Linked DNA regions of Mus musculus: region 1 is linked to region 2. A link is a contact called in public HiChIP or PLAC-seq data. All regions are on one chromosome and are shown on one strand. The core of a region is the stretch at or near the end of the contact, and the rest is flanking DNA. Distances in the headings are between cores, read along the strand shown. Region 1 overlaps Gm52815 (a long non-coding RNA gene). Region 2 overlaps 0610040J01Rik (RIKEN cDNA 0610040J01 gene).

Region 1 (7,209 bases), core at 1,769-4,268, 680 kb before region 2:
ATTCCCACCACCGTGGCCCATGCTTCGACCTCCATCATCTCTCATTTGCACTCAGTAGGTCTTCATCTTCATTGTCCTGTTTCCTGTCTTTCCCGCCATTCATCTTCTACCTAGCCTCAGATCTGTCTTCTCCAAAGTGCACGACTAAGCATAATATTGTCTCACTTAAGATCCATAGCCCTTAAACTTTGATTTTTTTTTAAAACTCCAGTGTGGGTGAGTATCACCCAGCAAGCTTGTGAAAACAGGGTGGTGCTGGACCCTTCTGGAATGTTCTTCATGGCTTCTTTATTTGCTGAATTCCTGAGTAAAGTTTCTTGTCTCCTGCACATACTGTGAACACTGAGTGCTGCTATTTTACTGAGTCTTCCTAGAGAGCATCAGGTACCATTACCCTCCCATCTTCCCAGCATCGTGTATTTGATGCACGTGGGGCTCATGCAGGCTTAGAACCTTGTTCAGAGTACACAGGTACTATATGAAGGAGCCAGAATTTCTCCTGACTTTAGCACCTGGACTGTTATTCAAGGAGATATTCAACTAATGGTAATTAAATAAACGAATTATATTTATTAACATCAGGTAAAATTTGTGCCTTGACTAGGAAAATAAAAAACATTCTAAATGATTTAAGTTCTTCATGATATGTTAACCTGAGATACAGCTATCATTTGATACTAGGTGCACTGTTTCTTTTATCATCACTGTGACAAGATTCCTAAGAGGCCAGCTTACAAGGAGAGGGCTTTGTTTGGGCCCATGGTTTCAGAGGCCTCAATCCATTATGGTGGGAAAACATGGAGGGATATCTTACATCATGGAAGCCAAGAAGGGGGGCAATGCTGGCATTTTACATTTCTCTTTCTCCCTTTTATTCAACCCGTGCCCTGTGGGATGGAGCCCACCACATTCAGGCTGTCTTCTCTCCCCATCCTCCTTGGACGTATCCTGGCAGACACATCCAGGGATGAGTGTCATTGCTACTTAGGGGATTCTAAGTCCAGTCAAGTCGATGAGGCAGATTAACCATCAAACAAGACACCAGGTCCGTCTGTGACAATGTGTGTGTCTATATGCTACTCAGGTATCACTGTATTTTAAGGGCAAGAGCCTGAAGGATGGAGAGCTAGATATCATTGCTCTCTACTTTAACGGGGCCACCATTTATCCATTTCTTTCTCTCTTCTCTTTTCTTTATTTCTGTCTTCTTCCTCCTCCTCTTCCTCCTCCTCCTCTTTCTTTTTCTCCTTTCTTACTCTTTGTTGAGACAGGTTTTTTTTTTTCTATGTAGCATTGGCTATCCTGGAACTTGCACTGGAGACCAGACTGGCCTTGAACTCACAGAGATCCAACCTTCCTCTGCCTTTAGAGTGCTGAGATTAAAGGAGCATGTTACCACTGCCTGGCCGTTTGTCCACTTCTATCTGGCTACCCCCATTACTTCTTTGCATTTGTTTGTTTGTTTGGTTTGGTTTTTTTGCATAGGGTTTCACTATGTAATACAACGTGGTGAATGACCAGAATCTTGATGGATCTTGGTGAATTCTTTGATGAATCTCCAAGAAATTCACGGGCTCTGCCATAATTCACGGGCTCTGCCATGTGAGTAGCACCTACAGGTGCCTGAGACCCAAGCCTGTACCATTGGAGAAGCCAGAACTAGCGCAGCTTCCAAGCCTTGAGGTGGTCTCAGGAAGTCAACGGGAGAAGTCCTGTGCTGCTTGCACTCAGGGTGGCCCTTTGTCCTGCTTGCTGAGTTCTCCTTTCTCAACAGAAGCCAGCAGCCAAGCCTGGCTCCTTCATGAGATTTTTTTTTCCTCCCTTGGATGCAGCAGAGACCTCTTTCTACAAGTCCCAGAACTGTTTTCCCGGCTTTACAAACGAGGAAGCATGAATCTCTGTAGAGAAGCCTGCAGCCACTGGTTCTAAATGTTGAAGGAGAAAAATGAATGTATTCTTAGCCTGGACCTGCTAAGGACAGACCATGCACTGACACTTCCTGCCGGGTGCACCTTTCCTCCTCTTGCACACATGCTCCCCCTGCTGCCGGAAGCTGGAAGTGCGCCCGTGGGTGGGGCTGCGAGGACCACCTTAGCCCATGTTAATGCCCGCGTCAAAAAATTCCAAAGGAGTGACCAAAGACGAAATCATAGTCTTAAGATTCTTCCAAAGGTTCCGAATAAAGCTTTTCTTTTTCCATATCAGACATAGGCTTTGTAATAAAGGATGAATGTACACCTCCGTACCCTTCCTTAAAGGGTTAAATGAACGCAAGGACTTCAGGGTTAGAGTCGGTCACAGTTCCAGGATTTGATGAGCCTCGGCTTCTTTACCTGTACTTTGAACACAGTGACATTGTGCATCTCACAGCATAATTGTGGAACACATCCATGAATAGGAGTGTGCTAAATGTTATAACATAAACAAAATTACTGTGTGCTGTCTCTTCTAACATCCTCTTTCCCTCTCCTGCCTCCCCCTCCTTTCCCTCTCCTTTCCTCTTCTTTCTATCCCAGCTCCTCTTTCTCTCCCATTTTTAAAAACATATTTAAGTGGACATTATTTTGAAGCAGCTTAACCCTCCCACACCCCAAAAGGAAGGAAGGCAAAGAAAGTTCAGCCACAAACCGGAAGTAACAGAAAAAAAAAAAAAAGCCAACCCGTATCTCTGGCAAAACAGTAAAAAAGTGAAAGAAAGAAAGGAAGAAAGAAAAAATAAAGCAGTTTTAGGCTTTCGGGAGATCAAGTTCTATTTAGCTAACATGGGTTGCCAGCCTGGCTTGACCCCCTAAGTAGGGGGTTTTAGAGATGACTGGATAATTCTTGACCTCCGTTTGACCTCATAAATAGGAATTCTCATTCGGCATTGTAGGAGCTCTGGAGCTAGTAGGTTCCTGCCTTTTTAAATGTAGGTCTCTCCTCCTTTTCGCCGGTGGCAGTGGGCGGGCATGGGCTCGCGGCAGGGAGGGGCCGCCACGCCTGCGCCCTCCTGGGAGCCGCCCTGCCCTGCTGCTGCTGCTGCTCCTGCGGGCAGCTCAGGGCCCCGCTGGCTCCCTCCCTTCCTCTAGCAGCTCTGCCACGTGGTAGATTGGCTACTTCTGGGAATGTGAGAAAGCACTCCAATGAGGGCCATACCAAGAACTTTACAGCTCTATAAATTGTGTTAAACTTTCCTTACAAGCGTCTGTTTAGAGGAGACGAACCCTTAGATATTCTCTATAGCACAAGAAAACAGGGGCGACGGGACCAATCAGGACAGTGCTGGCTGTTGTGCTTGCTTAGTTCTTGAAAATGTTATAGCATTCTTTTGTCTTTTCCTTCTTGGGGGGTGGGGGGTGGGGGAGCGGTTTAAGGTAAGGAGGGGAGGGTCTAAAAAAGATGCGGGTGAACATCACCTCACCAGCTTTCATGGAAGTTTCTGCCCTAGGACTGAGGAAGAAGACAGCAGCCTTTCTGGCCCTGAACTTCTCCAAGTAAAGTGCTTGGGGAAAGGGGACCTATGTCTCTCTTTAGAGTAGCCCAAGTATATGGTACAGTGACATGGAATCAAATAAACGCATTCTTAAGGTTGGATCTTGCCACGACTTAGGCTGTGTGTTTTGAAACCGCTTAGCCAATGACCTCCCACTGTGCATGTGCAATGGAAACCTCTGTGTGTGTGTGTGTGTGTGTGTGTGTGTGTGTGTGTGTGTGTGTGTGTGTTGACCATGCGCCTGTCAACAGGAGAAGTCAGCCTGTGGTATTGATGGGAAGAGTGAAGAGGGCAAGGCCACAGAGCTGGTTTCCTGGGAAGGCCAGCCTAGGTCAAGGTCTGAATGCCGTATTCGGTACCAGTGATGATGGGTCTGCCAGCAATCCTTCATGGTAAATTAAACAACTGGCATTTGAAAACATAAGTCAAAATAAACATTTAACCTATTTATTATGTATTTATTTTACAAATTACACTGGGTGTGTTTCCAATGCAAAAACACACACACACACACACACACACACACACACACACACTCGGGTACCCTCTTAAGTAGAGAGCACATTTTAAATTAAAATTTTATTTTAATAGGTCATTTATTTCTACAATTCAAAAGTCAAATTTTAGAACACACTGTACCTGAAAGGTCTTGCCTAAACCTCCCTCACATCATCTGATTTCTTCAGGTTCTTTTTTTCCTTCATCGATAACCATTTTTTTAAATGTTACTTGTTTATGAAATTCTTGTAGATTCAGAGCCTGACCGTAAGTTGAGTCGCACACGGTTATGTTTTGAATTGGGTCTCTTTAAGTGGTATCTGGCTGGCCTAAACAACCTGCCTCTTGCCGGGGACCCCCAGGGACCACCGAGGACCCAGGAGATGGGCTACAAGAAAGAGAACCTGAGAGTTGAAGCTGCTATAGGGGAATAGGGTGACTCCATATGTTCTTCAAGAATCCAGCCAGACGAGGCTGGTTCGTCGAGTGAGTCCTGGGATTCTTGCCTGCTACTGATGGGAGTTGCTGGCTAGCTTCACAGGGAAAAGCTGTCTCAGGGGAGCTGCAAGGAAGCCCGGGACAGGTACAGGTCAGATCACACAGATCCAGCCCTCCCACAGCTTAAGGGTTTGCTCGGAAGAAAGAACCCCATACAGAGCTGGACTCTCCAGAGGTTCTCCAGCTTGAACAAGGCCGATCAGCTGGCAGGCAGGGGTAGGCTGCAGAATCAGCTTTTTGTCTTGTTTGGACTTCTGCCAGGTCTGTTGCAACAAAGTGCAGCCAAGGGCAGAAGTTTCCCATTTTGGGGGTGATAGATGCTGGAAAGCTGAGAGTCTGTGCACGTCTGAGGCTTGAGAGTGATGATCTGTTCCAGAACTTTCTCCTTGCCTTGTACTTACTTGTCTGATTTCTGTGTCTTCACCCTTTTGTGTTTGTCTGGATTCCCAAGGCCCTGGACTAGGATCTACCCTAAGTGCTTCATTTTAACTTCACCTTTGTAAAAAGAAAACACAAAAGCACCACTTATGAACAAAGCTACATTCTTGAAACATTGTTCAAAAATTACTTATAAACAAAGCTACATTCTTGAAACATTGTTCAAAAATTTATAGAAACATCTTGCATGGAAGTGAGGATACTATTGTGGTTTGAGTGTGCCTCCCCCTCCCCCCCCCCCAATTTCATGTGCTGAGAGCTTTCCCTCCATTCATTAGTTGGGGGCATTGGGCTTGATACTAGATCATTAGGACAAGAGAGTGCTGCACTGCAGGAGTGGGTTACTAGGGCAGGAGTGCTAGACTTAGTAGAAAAACACGACTGGCCTCTTGTTCACATGGCTGTTCCCATGCAATCTCTAGCTCTTCTGCCTTTTGCCATAGAATGACCCAGAATGAAAAGCAGCCCTTGATGAAATACCTTTATCAAGGAGTCCCTGGCCTCTAGACAGTGAAAAAAAAATCTCTCTTCTTAAAAGCTGCACAGTCTGAAGAGGACAGTGGTGGTTCATGCCTTTAATTCCAGCACTCCGTAGCTAGGGAGGTAGGAAGATCTCTGAGTTTGAGGCCAGCCTGGTCTATAGGGTGAGTTCTTAGACAGCCAGGGCTTTACAGAGAAGCCCAGTCTTGGGGGGGAAAATTACCCAGTCTGTGAGGATTCTGTTAGAGCAGCACAAAATGGACCAATAGACTCTAGCCTTTACTTTTTGCTTATTGTTTTTGGGACAAAGTCTCATTTCATAGCGCTGCTGTCCTGGAATTCACTATGCAGACCACGCTGGCCTTGCGTTCACAGAGACCTACCTGCCTCTGCCTCCTAGTCGATGTTTCAAACCAGATTGGAACTGGAAGTCCTTTTACCTCTACCTCCAAAATGCTGGGTGTGCAGGCATGTACCACCATGGCTGACTCGAAAGCTATTTCTCAAGAGAACACAACTGACATCGCTGTCACCTCTTTGTACCTTTGACTGTGTCCACCTGCCTACAAAAATGCTGTCCTCACACCATTCTATCATGAAAAACCAAGCCACACCAGTCTGGGAACATGTCCCGTTCCTCATCTGTGTGACACGAGGGAGGCAGTGTGAGACCCCGGAGTGTGATCACTCATTGTGGCCTCTGTATATGAAATACAGTATGGTCTTCATTATGGAGAATGGCCCTGCGGTTCCAACAAATCTTTCATCTTTATAAAATCCCAGGTAGGGAAGCTCTCCCTCCAGTCACAGTCCTCTATGCCTAGATTCTATGAAACTGCTTGTGACTTGGACTCAGGTTTTCTTTACCTACGCTTTGAGATAGAGACTATTCTCTAAGGTCTGCCCGGGCCTTGGGTGTGATGGCCTTGGATTAATTTTTTTTTTCTCTTTGTTTCTGTTAAATATGGCCTGGCACCTTTCCTGGGACGCTGTGACAAACACTTCAGACCCATTTGTGTTGCTGGGTGTGGCTTTGCCTGCACCTCCTCCTCACAAGGTGAAAACAGGAGCTGAGTGCCACTGGAGGGAGGGATTCTGCTCCCGGAAATCCCCCATGGAGCCAATTCCGTTCCAAATCTTTCTCAACACCCAGAGGAGAAGCACAACAGCTGGTAGCTCCCCCCTGCCCCCCCCCCCATGATTCTATATTCTGGGACTGGAGGGACAGAGTGTGTGTGTGTGTGTGTGTGTGTGTGTGTGTGTGTGTGTATAAATGTATATTAACGGATCTGAGGTTGAAAGTTAAGAAGTAGATTTGGAGCCTCAGTTGGGTCCACAACTCTGGTTGCGCCTGGCCCACCCTCGTTAGATCTCTTCACTAGGCTTCTACTGGACGGTTACCATGAGAAGCAGAGACCTAGGACACTCTGAGAAGCAGAGACCTATTACTTTTCTGTCATCCTGGCCTTCCAGAGTTCTTGAGTTCCAGTCCGGTGCCCCGAGTTTCTGGGCTCCATCCGAATGAGGAGTGAGTAGAAGCCAAAAATGCTGGCGAGCTGAGTTCTCTCAGTACAAGGAGGAAACACACCACTGTGAGGAATCAAAACTGTTCAGCCACCTTCCTCACTCACAGGGTCCCTCAAGGGACCCAGAGAAGGTGGTGAGTGTAGTCAGGGTTAGGTTATTTGTTCTTAGGCAAAGTTAGGGAAAATCAAGGGGTCTCAGGGCCACCTCTCTCTCTGGTGTTCCCTAGGTCCTTAGCTTTCCTTCTCTGGCTCCACTTCTGACTCACCCCACCGCAGCCCTTGTCTTTAGAAGTACTA
Region 2 (6,872 bases), core at 3,715-6,214:
AACAGTTCCCGTTCCCCTTTGGAAATGCAAACATTTACTGTCCTCAGTTTTATGGTGACAAGTTGAATGGGAATTTGCTAAACTTCCTTGGCTTTTGGTCCCTGCACTTGCAAGAGCAAAGTGAGTTTCTCCTGAGAAAGGTGTTTTATTTGCCTTGGGGGTGGTTTTCCATCTCATGCAAAACAGCACTTTCTTTTTGGCCCTGTAGTTAAGGAAAGGCTATTTTGCAATAATATAGCCATTTTAAATTTTGGCAACAATCACAGGCAGTTCTGGAAATCATGCATGCTGTAGTTAAACCTTTAGTAAAAGTCTCTACCCACTGGAACACCTTTCTAGAAACATAGTCACAGCAATGTACCTACAGTAAGATCTTAGATCATTTAGGCTCATTCCAATTTGCAATTTGTATACATGACCCAAGTAATTAGAAGAGTGCAAATAACTGCTCCTTTAAGTAACTAATTTGTGGGGAATGGTATATTTTATATGTAATTTCCTGAATACAAAAATTCCTCCTACATAAACACTCTAAGACATAAGCAAGTTTAAAGGGGAGCCCACTTAATTTAGAAATGAGATGCATATACCACACTGTTCATTATTCTAAAATGTTTATTCTGAGCAAAGGATTCTTGTTATCTCAATCTTTAGCTTGAACTTGTCAGTCCATATCGAAAGAACCTTTTCTCCACTGCTCTGGGTGGGTGGAGATATGGGTGGGTGGACTTCGATAAGATAGCATCTAGTTTTTACTACTTTCATTAATTTTGAGCTAGGTTTGTTGTACTCAACAGGGAAAAAGCAAAGGGGACCATTGTTTCTATGAACTGAAACAAAGAAGAGGGAAGGAGGAAATGCTACAAGGATTTCTCCACCCTCTCTTGAAAGACGCTCTTGTGGTCGTACTTCCTCTAAGGGCACATTTCTGCGTCTAGCTTGGCTGAAACACAGCCTTCTTGGGGTTAGCAGTTTGTGGGCTGATACAGAAGGGTTCTTCCCTGGATATGAGGAGGTAAATTAGGTAAGTTAGGGCTGATTCTGCCAATGAGTGATGGTATTGATTTTTTAAATGATGGAGCTTTGGAGTTTTGTTTGGTATGGGGATGTGAAGTAAGGTCTTCTATATCAGGAAATGAAAAAAAAAATCGACTAAATGTTTAATTTCTGAGTTCCTAAATATAACTTGCTCTTCAGAGGGGCATCAGTAGTACCTCTGCCAGAAGATAGTCATCAGTTAGAGGAAATGGGACCTAACATGACAGCAGTTCCTCTGAGGTGAGGCCAGGACACAAGAACAGACCAAGGACGCTTCTGGCAACGCAGAGACCCTGAATTTGTTCCATCATGGATTTAGTCTTCCTGAACAACTGGCTTGACCTCCCATGAAGTTAATGTACAAATACCTACTCCCACCCAAGTATCTGGCACTCACAGCTTTCACGTGCTAACCATTGCTCTCAGGATAAAGACAACCATAGCCACTTCCAACATAGAAGTGCCATTTACTCTCAAACTCATATTCACGTTACATCCTACTTTATTTGAGTTTCATTTCATTTGTTGATCATTAGGTAATGGGAACCGAGGAGAGAAAGATAAGGAGTCCTGGCCCTTGTTTCTGGTCAAAAACCAAACTAACCCGAAACAAAACATAAAAACCCAACAAAGCAACTCCAAAACCCCAAACCCCAAAACTCAAACCCAAACCCAAACCCAAACCAAACCAAACCAAACCAAACCAAACCAACCCACAGAAACAAAACAATAACTTGATCAAGAGATCATCCACAGAATCAGGAATCAGAGTACAGCAGCCACAGTCGGTTCAATTTCTGGTGAGCGAATTCGGGTAGGGTCTGGGATCTGCAGGTAGCTCTGCCTTGAAGGTAGCCAAGAAGAATTATTGATGGCCGTGGAGAGCGCTGGCCCAGGGACAAGCATTGGGGGTTATATGCATATGAGCTATGTGAGTGCAAACTTGGACACTGACAGGAGGGGGTTAGGATGCTAGAAAACTGGGAAGACCCATGGGGTGCAGGACCTATCCCATTTTGGGGCACAGCAACACTTGGAAGTAAGAAGTCATAACAAAAAGTTTGAAGTGTTTCTTAGCTCCCCTAAAATTTTTTGTAGTTATTTAAGTTTTTTTTTTTTTTTTTCAGTTGTTGTTTTAATTGTTAAAGGCAGGGTTTCAGTCTGTATATAGCTCTGGCTTCAAACTCAGGATCCTCCTGCCTCAACTTTCTAAATGCTGCCTTTCCTGGCATACACTAAAAATCCTTTGGCAAATCACCAATCAACAGCAGACATTTTAGACTATTTACAAAGTAGGCGTGGGAGTGCCGGATTGTAACTGTAGCATTTGGGTTACTGAGTCAGCCAGGCTGGGTTTAAGGCCAGCTTGGGTTATGTACGTAGCAAGACGCCATCAACTCTGTATTCACCAAATGATTTTGATTTTTTTCCTTTTAATTATTTCAGATTTGAGACCAGTGAAGCACCCCTTCCTCCGGGCTTAACCCACAAAAGATTCAAACTCATGGAATCTTTAGTTTTCTTAAACATTTCAACATAGTCTTGAACGGTAAAATTACGTCAACATTTATTATCACATCTTAAAAGCTTAAAGTCTGAATCAGTCACTCAATGACATTTTAAATCATAATTCACAATACTAGACTAAATCATTAACACAATACCTTAAAAACCATGAATATTTAAAATATCAAAAGACTTTTCCATGAACTCATCTAAAAGTGTACTTTGCATTTTATTTGGCTCATCAAACTTAAACTTCACAGTGAAAATTACCTCGTGGGGAATTTTTTTTTTTTTTTTTTCTGTTTCAAGAATGCTGGGGTTACTTTCTTACGTCATTTTCTCAGAGTAATCAGGGAGTTGTGATTCAGTTCTCTTCACCTATACTTGGTTGAACAGGGGGCCTAGTAACTTTAAAAAAGACCCACTAGTTGCACCTGTGTCCACCCTATTAGCTAATTCTTGTCCTTTACAATTCTGCCAGCTTCCGCAAGCTGCCCAGCCAACTGACCCAAATCAATGAACATGTTTCCTGTCGACACTACTCGAGAGTGTCTTGTACACCTTATCTTGTCCTCAGTGGTAACTTATAGTTGTGCCCAGAACACATGTATTGCCTCTATGACGAAAGCCTCAGGGTCATTTGATGATGGGTGGTTGGGAAATAGAGACTGCTCATAGAAGGGCCGAGGCTGTGAGGAAAACAGACCACGTGACAGAAGCAAAAAAAAAAAAAGGACTCCACAGAGACATCATTAGGACTTGTGATGGAGATGTACCACGGAACTTTATATAGTCTTGGCTGAAGTATGACCATGACCTATGATCAGGGAAAATTCTTGTGCACAGTGTGGAAAACTGAGTGAACGGGCATCCAGGTATTAAAAGTGAATGAGAAGTTTGGAGCTAGGAAGAACAATTTCTCAGCAGTGCCAAACCAGGGGCTCACACAGGCAAATGCTCTTTACAGCTGAGTCACAGCTTCAGTTCCTAACTTGGATTTTTAAGAACAACACAGAGTCTGTTTGAGCTCAGATCCCACCATGGAGAAGGAAGCTATGCATATAATATTACGCCTGGCTGTGGAGCTACTGGTAACAGCTGCTGGAAGAGGCAGTTTTCTCTAAGAGTGGAGGTGCAGGCAAGTCTACTACACACACAGTCAAGAAGAGTGGGGTGATACAAACTTCTCTTGGAAGATTAAAACAAACAAACAAACCACGAACTTGAGTGTAGGAACTGGGGAGGAGTTGGGAGAGGGACATGGATGTGATTAAACCACTAGGAAGTTCCCAAAGAATAAAACAAATCTATACAAAGAGAAACAAGTAAAGAGGCAGCCAGAGCATCCAAAGTTAGAGCCTACGGTCATTCTAGATTTTATTTTCCTTTTAAAAAAGATGTACTTGTGTTTATTGAGAGTTGACTCCTATGTTGTGTTTTGTTATTATTTGCTAGAGTTTAGAAACTCAGGAGAGAGAGAGAGAGAGAGAGAGAGAGAGAGAGAGAGAGAGAGTTAGAGTTGGTGTGCTTTATTCCAGAGAATGGGGGATGCAGTAAGAACATACACAGAGGAGGTTTAGCTTTTTTGTTTTTAACCTTATTCAAGGTCAGCCTCACGGGGCAGAGTGGAGGGAAGGCAGTAGGGCTGACTCAGGAGTGGCTACACTGTGGACCTGGGTAGGGTAGAAGGTTGTGGCTGTTGGCATTTCCTCTAGGCTCTGCCCCACAGTTACCTGGAAACAACCAGGTATGCCTCATTTACTATAAAAGGAGCTACTTGCCCCCTCCTTGCTCTCTTGCTCTCCTGCTCTTGCTCCTGCTTGTTACCCCGTCTCTCACCATTCCCCTCCCCCTCCACGTGCTCACAGCTGATCTCTTTCTCCCTCTCCCTCTCCCTCTCTCTCTCTTTCTCTCTCTCTCCTCCCTCAACTCCTCCCTGCATGTCCTAAATAAACTCTATACCGCACTATACCATCATGTGACTGGTACCTCATGGGGAAGGGATGCCCCAGCATAGGCCCATAGAGACTCCCCCTTCCCCCACACCATACCATGCCTCCACCAAACAGACCCCTTCCTCTTCATTTTTTTTTTTTTAAATAAAACACAACAGTGGCCGCCAAGCCTAGAGGTCAGCACTCAAGAGGACAGACATAGGAGAGAATGCTAATCCTCCCCACTCCCCCCCAGCCCCCAGCAAGAGGACAGTTCATAGCAATCACTGACCAGAGAAGAAACCCTGATTTTCAGTGAAAGAAACTAGGCTGAAGGCCTGCTACCGGGATAGTCACCGGCATCTCTTATTAGAAACTGGGTTCCCGGTCTCTTCTGCTTTTCAGAATTTAAATATTTATAGTCAGTTCTCTCCACCTCTTTCCCCACTCAAAGCTTCCTCATTCCTCCGCTTTGAGAACATGCTTCTCTGAGAAGTCCCACCCCCTTCCTTCCTGGCATACAGTGACCCCTAGGGCTCTAATAACCTCTTCCATCTCTCACTCCTTGAAGCACAATTTGCATTCCATTTTGAGGGTGACTCAAAGTTCTCTGTCTCGGGAGACTATGAGGAATAGCCCAGTGAGGAATACAAAGACCATTTACTTCTGTGTCCGGGTCAGCAGAGCACAAGTCCTAGGTAGCTAGTGCTCCGGAAATGGGAAGTCTGCAGTTGGGTACTGTTAACTCAAAATAACCAGGAGGCTAACAGCCCGGGGCTTGTTTACACTTTCAGTTCCCACAGAACAACCTACAGTAAGAAGACAAAGGAGTTTTAGGAGTATATGCAAGTAATACATCCTTGAGTTTTATCCAACCAGAGAAAGCCAACTAATCAAGCCATACCCCAGTAATACCTGGCTGTCACCAATCACCTTATTTCTGTATCTCTGTTTTGACTTCAGCCAGTAAAACCCCTTGCAGAACTGGGGGACTGGGGGCTGGTGTGTAGCTCAGTTGGTAGAGGGCTTGCTGGTAACTGGCTACATTGTGGCTCTTGGCTCCCAGTAGACTCTATTGCAATGATATCTTCTAAAGTTTTGGTTCTCCAATGGTCACGTACATGTGTAAAGAGCTAGTATTCAAAAACTTTATTTGCAAACCGAAATTCTGCATTGGAAGTCCTCTGGAGGGTTGACCTACCTTCTAATGTATGCAACATATAAGAAATGTGTAATGCATATTTGTTGAGTGAACCAGAACTCCTTGCAAGTTGGAAGTCTTATTTCTTTAGGGTTCATTCAAACTTTGCTAAGTGCTTTATAAAGAGAGCCCTTGACGAAGGTGGCTCCAGCACGATTTATAGCTACAGGTCCAGCACGGGCTCTGACAGAGTCATGCTATTAAAGGGCCCCTAGTGCATCTTCTCTAGGACCCGACTCTCAGGTATAAAATATGCTGCCAATTTTGGAGCAAACTCTTCTCTACTTGCAAGCATTTAAAGCCAACACGAAGCACCACTGAACTAACTGCGCCTTTTTAGGGGAGAGAGTAATTTGCAAGCACATGAAGATTAGTAATCGTCCAGTAGGCAAATATTTTTTTTCCATGTGCCACCCAAAGCAAACAAATGAAAACAGAAGCCAGATTTTAAAGGTACAGTGCCCTCTTTCCCTCCCTCTGTGCTTTCATGGCAAAGATCTGTTTCTTGATCTGTCCCAGCTGAGACTAGCAAGAGTATATTGCTTTCTTTTACATTCCGAGGTGATTGGCTCCTCTGCCCCCCACCACCCCCCACCTTAACTCTCAAACCATTATAAAAGAACAACAACAGCAACACATTGGACAGAAGGCACTTGGGTGTTTGTTGATCTCGAATATTAAGAAACACAAGGAAGTCCACAGGATCAAGGCACAGACATATTCTCTTTCATGGAAATTTCAATTTCTTGTTTATATCTTGTGTGTGTGTATGTGTGTGTGTGTGTGCACATGCAGAAAGCAGAGGTCAATGTTGGGAGTTCTTCTCTATCCCTTTCTACCTTGTCATGTGAGGGAGACGCTCTCATGGACCCTGGAGCTTGGTGTTAGGCTGGCCTTGAGCCTATGGGGTCCTGGGCTATGGTCATGTATTGCTGTGCCACCTTTCACATGAGTTCCGGAGGTCAAATCTCAGATGTCCATTTTCATGAAGCAAGCACTTGGCTCATGCCTTCAGCTCTGGAAACTGCAATCTCTAGTGGGGTAGCCTTGGCAATAATTAGAACCTTCCAAGGATGCTTAGCCATGGGCAATTTATCTCCTAAAGAGGCACAGCACAGCAAGATCTTAGAAATGTGCGGATGGTTTTATACCTTCGAGAGGGACTATTATCACTACTCTTGGGATAAGTCAAG

What was found. HiChIP or PLAC-seq counts read pairs in DNA pulled down with a chosen protein or histone mark.
Region 1: a contact with region 2 is called in a FOXA1 HiChIP or PLAC-seq map of pancreatic cancer cells. The contact joins two enhancer-like sites. A contact is called at or near these places in 1 of 39 promoter capture datasets (the HPC-7 cell line) and 1 of 115 datasets of contacts at active chromatin or transcription factors (pancreatic cancer cells).

What each region holds. Positions count from the first base shown.
Region 1 is chr5:64,501,185-64,508,393 of GRCm38.p6, reverse strand. Gm52815 (a long non-coding RNA gene) reads right to left here. Exons shown (of 3, transcript XR_003955927.1): 3 at 2,614-4,963. Among named protein-coding and RNA genes, the nearest start is that of Gm52815, 9.1 kb to the right of the region's middle. Within about 2 kb of position 3,018, at least 309 of the 459 cell types and tissues checked have an H3K27ac peak or open chromatin away from gene starts, as enhancers often do. A contact at or near this core is called in pancreatic cancer cells, where this site is marked.
Region 2 is chr5:63,825,288-63,832,159 of GRCm38.p6, reverse strand. The region is part of intron 1 of 0610040J01Rik (RIKEN cDNA 0610040J01 gene); the gene reads right to left. Among named protein-coding and RNA genes, the nearest start is that of 0610040J01Rik, 16 kb to the right of the region's middle. Within about 2 kb of position 4,964, at least 99 of the 459 cell types and tissues checked have an H3K27ac peak or open chromatin away from gene starts, as enhancers often do. A contact at or near this core is called in pancreatic cancer cells, where this site is marked.